Linked DNA regions of Zea mays: region 1 is linked to region 2. A link is a contact called in public Hi-C data. All regions are on one chromosome and are shown on one strand. The core of a region is the stretch at or near the end of the contact, and the rest is flanking DNA. Distances in the headings are between cores, read along the strand shown.

Region 1 (2,700 bases), core at 141-2,640, 150 kb after region 2:
ATCTCCATAGAGGTATGCGAATGCTATTAGCAACCGCGTCAATCAGCGCCATCTCCACTCCTGCTCTGGCCTTAAATGGAAAAGGATACAATTAAATACAACCATAGGACTAATCATTAATAAGTCTAAACAAAAATCAAGCAATTGAATGGCCATCAAGAAAAATGAGAATCAATGAGAAACTATGTCAGTTCCTTATGTCTGCATCTCATCAATTTCCAAGGGAAAAAAACTGGAACGCCTCCATATGTGCTAGTATATGTTAAAGGAGCCCTAAAGGAATCCGTATGAGGAATCACGTTCCTATCCTATCCTCCCTAGGATGAATGATCAAACAGCAGCCAATCCACCGCGGTATCGCAAGGCAAATTTTACTTGCCGAAGCAGGACGTAGAGAAGCTGCGGATCCCTCACCGAGGCGAAGGCGTGTCCCGGGAGCACACCGGCAACGTCCTGCAGCAGGGCGCCGAGGGGCGCCGCGGGGGCGGCGGCGAGCGCGGCGCACGCCCGGGCCGCGGCGCCGAGCGCCGCCGGCTGGTCCTCGGCGGTGACGGAGGGCAGCACGGGCGCCTCGCCCCAGCCGACGGCGCCGCTGCGGAGCTCGACGCGCACGGCGACGTTGGAGAGCGCGGCGAGGCGCGAGGACGCGATGGTGAAGGGCGCGGCGAGCGGGACGCGGAGCGGGCGCGCGCCGGCCGCCGCCACGTCCACGGAGAAGGTCTCCTTGAGCGCGTCGAAGCCGAACGAGCCCACGGGGGAGGGCGGGGGCGGGGACGGCGAGACGGCGCGGAGGCGGGTGGTGGCGGTGGCGGCCGCGGGCTGGTGGCGGCCGGCCGCGACGACGAGGCTGGGCGGCCTCGGGGTAGGGGCGGGGCTCGCGCGGGTTCCGGCGGAGAGCCGGAGAGGCGACGAGGAGACCGAAGGGTCCATGGTGCCCACTGCGTACGGGGGAAGCGGAGACCGGAAGCCGGGCGGCGGGATTCGCGGGGAAGCGGCGAAAGAAGACGAGCGAGCGAGAACGCAACGGGGAGAGAGAGAGAGAGAGAGGAGAGACCCCGAGTGGAGCGCTGGTTTTTTATAGTGTGGCACATCACATCGCATATAGACACATAATAGTACGTACAGCAGTGGGACGAGACAAAGCACCACACCAAGCGGGCAAGGGACAGTTGGCGAGAAGCACCCACGTGGGCGCACGGCTCTCCTCTCCTGTGCGATGCTGCGCGCCTGGGCGATGCCGTCGAGGACGAGGAGGGCGACGACACCGGCGCAGCGCGGAGGCCGGAGACCAACATGTGGGGCTGGTCCGGCTGGACGTCGCCGTGGTGCAGAGATTTCAGATTCCACGACGCTGATACGTTGGCACCGATCAGGTGACAGTGGCACCTCGACGCAGGCAGGTCATCCAGCCCTTTGGCCGTGTTGGTTTGTTGCTTGTTGCTTGTTGTGGTTCGTCGTGGAGCGGGAGGAGTGGAGGACACATCAGCAAGTAGCAACAGACAAGACCTTCGCTGTTCTGCATTGTGCATAATAGTCCTATTAGTTAGGGCCATACCCATCGGGTCAGCAAGGACCCGGCACGAATTTGAAAGCACGAAGGCCAGCTCAGCACGGGAGAGAAGAAGACGGGCCAGCACGACACGCTTAGCATGTTGGACTGTACTTATCGTTTCGGTCCGATGGCCCAAATGACACGCACGGGCAATTGGGTCGTGCCCGTGTCAGCCCGGCACAAAAATGGGCACGGACGCACCGTCGCACCGCACGCACCGTCGCACGCGACGCGTATTTTACCGCGACTGCGACGCCTCGTTTCTGTCGGCTCCCTCGTCCCTCTCCTAAACCCTAACGCCTCCGGTTCCAGTCTCCAGGGCGCTGCCGTCGCTGCCCTGTCACCGTCTCTTCCATGCTCGCCTTTGGCGACCACCGGTCGCATCTGATGCGGCGTTTCATTGCCGGATCCCTAATGTGCTTCGTTCTATCCAATGGTTCGTTCTATCTCAAAACCCTAATCCCGATTCACAAGTATGTTTCCTATGAATCGAAGCGCCGTCGCCGACGCCAGCTCAAGGCTCAAGCGCTCAACGAACTTCGCTAAGAGGCAGCAGTAAGTGACTTTTCCCATTCGTGCCTGTTCGGCCGGTTTGCATTCGGGCCTTTTCACATTCGTGCCTTTCCCCAAGAGGCAGCAGTAAGTGCTTTCTCCTTAAATTCTCACCTAGTTGAATCATGCTGACTAATGGGCTCGAGCTCACTTGCTTTATTTATACAGCAGTTTCTCACCTAGTTGAATCATGCCTTTTCCCAGAGTACCCCAGTTTGCTTGCTACTCACTTGCTAGATCTATATTCATTTGCTCTACAATGGGGAGGAAGAGGGTAGCTGGTAGAAAAGCTTTTTGTAGTAGTAGGATAGATGATTCCAGCAATCCTATTTCTAGTGAATTCTCCCCTACCATGGAAGTCCCTGGGCCTCGACCTGTTTATAGTCCCTCCTTACGAGTACCAGGAGATGGTGGTGGCACTGAGCCTGTATCTGGTTCTAGTTCCTTTTCCTTACCACTACCAGTAGATGCTAGTAAAGGGTTGAGTCTGGTTCTAGTCCCTTAACAGCAGATGGTGATATTAGTGTTGATGTGTCAGTAAAGGGTGCTAAACCATCTATTTCTAGGGCAGAGTGCTGGAAGCATATGGATAAGCG
Region 2 (2,700 bases), core at 91-2,590:
GGTTAATTCCGCAAATCTAGCTAACAAACATAGCACAAAACTCGGAACCCTAAACTGCTCTGCGCATGCGCGGACCGTCCGGCCCACAGGCGCGGACTGTCCGGACCGCGGACCGTCCGGCCTCAGGGCCGGACCGTCCGGCCGCTCAATATGGCGCTCAACAAACTGCAAGTGAAAAATGTCGATTTCCACTAGACCTTAGCACTGACGACATTAAAAACGTCAGTACAAATAGCTCTAAAACCGCTACTATAGAGCTTCTCTATACTAGTGTTCTCATCACTTGTTTACAGATCAGTTGGCGTTCATCAACTTAGGTCTGTGAATCTGGTGTATTCTGAACACCTGTTTAAAGATCAGTTGGCAGAAATTTAAATGAGTAGTTCAAGCTAAAAGAAGCAAATATTTTCAGCAGAGGTAATTGAGGATGCTCGTGTGATGTATTGTATTGTATTCCACACACACACAAAAACTTGGTCCACCCGACCCGACCAAGTCCAGTAAATAATGCACACAAAGGCTGCGATGCTAACGTTGACCAACTACAGAACCATATTTCCTGGAGCCAAGAATGTATAACTAAAACGCAAAAGTCATCTTTAGATATCAGTAAAATTTTACAACTATAGTAAGGTTCTGATGCGGGATTCTGAGCCGCAAGGGAAGCCTGCTTTCGCAGGCATCATGCTCTGGATCTCCTCGTGCACTCCCAGCAGAACATCCCGCGACTGCTGCCACGCCACGACTGTGCTTCAATTCTGGCGTTGAGGAGGAGCCTCCTCCTGCCGAGACTGCTGGAGACGACCACCTCCTCCTGGCGGCCGTGGGCCTGCCAGCGCCGCAGTCCGTCGCATAGAGCTGGACCGGGCGGCGCAGCAGGACGTCAGCGTCGGCGAGGGCAGGGGCGGTGCGTTGCGTTGCAGGAGCGTTGTCGTCAGCGGGAGAGAGGCAGTGGAGGGGGCTGGGGCGGCGAATGGCGCAAGAGGTCCAAGTCCCAGACTTGTGCACTGGGTGATGTAGCAGCGTGCGCGCCCGAGGCGGCGGCGGCCGGCCCAGCGCGGGTCTTGCCTGCGCTCGCTCCGGCGTCGTTCTCGCCAGAGTGGTCGGGGCGGCGGCGGCCAGGCATCCCGCGGCGCACTCGCACCACCGAGCTCTGCCTTGCCGGATGGTGGCTGGTGCTGCGGCCAGGTTCCGCGCCCTCGAGGTGGCAGCGGCGGCGTTGCCGCGTTGGCGGCCTAGACCCGGGTGATTTGGAGCGGAATCTGCGGACGAAATCTCGGCAGTTGTTCCCTCTTTCGCGTGCGTGTGGGAGCGCCCGACGGAATTTCTCCCACGGAATTCTGTCGTAGGTGGGTTTGGTTGGAGGTGGCATTCATGGATGCGCCTGGAAAAAAGGCCCAAAAGTTTACATTGGGCTTTTTCTAGATTTTGCGCGACAACCTGGCCCGGTGGTGTTTATCTACCAAAGTAGCCCGTGGAACTGTAGATATGGGGCACGGCGTCCCTCCGGCCCGCGCCCCGTGGTCATTTCGGCGTTAACGCCGCCGCAGCGCCGAGTCCTACGGCTCCCCGCCCCGCAAGGCCGCAACCGCAGTCCGCAGACGGCCTAGGTCGAGAGGAGGGCGATTCCATTCGACCACATCCTAGGAGGCCAGGAGAGACCGGCGGCAACCTGCCTGCGCGCTAGTCTGACAGCGCGCGAGGCGGCGATAACCCGCCGCGGCGGTGGCGTCGCACGAGCTGCCGCCTCGTTCTGGCGGGACGGCTGGTTGTCTCCTGTTCAGCCAGGTTCGCAAATGCAATTTTATTTCGAGATATATTTGCGATTATCACAACCGCAACACTGGTTCGCTGGAACAACATCCAAAGGTATGGAGTTTGGTTTCGCGCGTCCCTTTAACAGCCTTGCTGTTCTTCACAGCAAACGGCGTGCCTCGCCGCAGAGAGCTTACGTGCTCCTCTCCCCCACGCCGCCGTCGGCGTGTTGTACCGCCCCTCCATCTCCCCCGCCGCCGCCGCCGCCGTACAGAGCTTCGAGCACCTCGGCCACACCACTCCCTCCCACCGCCGCCGCAGATATCTCCTGCCCGCGGTGCCGGGATGGAGAACGACATCACCGCCGCCGAGATCTTCGGCGTGGTCGGGATGGAGAACGACATCGCCGCCGCCGAGTTCTCCGGCATGGTCGGGATGGAGGACACTGCTGCTACGCCGGTGTGCCACGGCTCGGCTTGTCCGGTTGTCTGCCACAGCGAAGAACCTGGAGGATCAAAGGTTATAATTCCTTTGACTAATACAACAGCATTAGAAATTCTGTGTTGGTAATTCTTTGTTTAAGAAAGAAAAAAATATCGTTGCAGGATTCGCAAGATAAGCAACTAACTAGTGAACCATCAAAAGAAATTGTTTGGGGTGCTTTACAATTTGAGGACAGGTGGAAGGAGGAAGGGATGCAATTAATTGCCTGTGAAGATTCTATATATGCTCAACTTGGTTTGGTAGAAGAGGATGAGAGGGAGATGAGAGAAAAGGACCAAGCTTGTTATGCAGGGGTTGGAACTAGGATTTCTAATGAGCTTGATGATGATGGCGCCACCATGCCATGTGAGGATTCTTTACCACAAGAGAGGAGGATATTATATGACCAAGATAATCCTGTTATGGAGCCTGGCAGCTTATACCCATCAATGAAGGAATTTA

The links. A called contact is a pair of places that touch in the nucleus more often than the background predicts.
Region 1: a contact with region 2 is called in a Hi-C map of ear, with 2.0 times the contacts expected there. The contact joins the promoter of LOC103634810 here to the promoter of LOC103634807 in region 2. A contact is called at or near these places in 2 of 25 Hi-C or Micro-C datasets (ear and tassel).

Annotation. Positions count from the first base shown.
Region 1 is chr8:13,738,298-13,740,997 of Zm-B73-REFERENCE-NAM-5.0, forward strand. LOC103634810 (L-Ala-D/L-amino acid epimerase) reads right to left here and starts at 1,391. Exons shown (of 7, transcript XM_008657399.4): 1 at 415-1,391; 2 at 1-70. The coding sequence starts at 1,101.
Region 2 is chr8:13,591,578-13,594,277 of Zm-B73-REFERENCE-NAM-5.0, forward strand. LOC103634807 reads left to right here and starts at 1,341. Exons shown (of 4, transcript XM_008657397.3): 1 at 1,341-1,788; 2 at 1,922-2,274. The coding sequence starts at 2,101.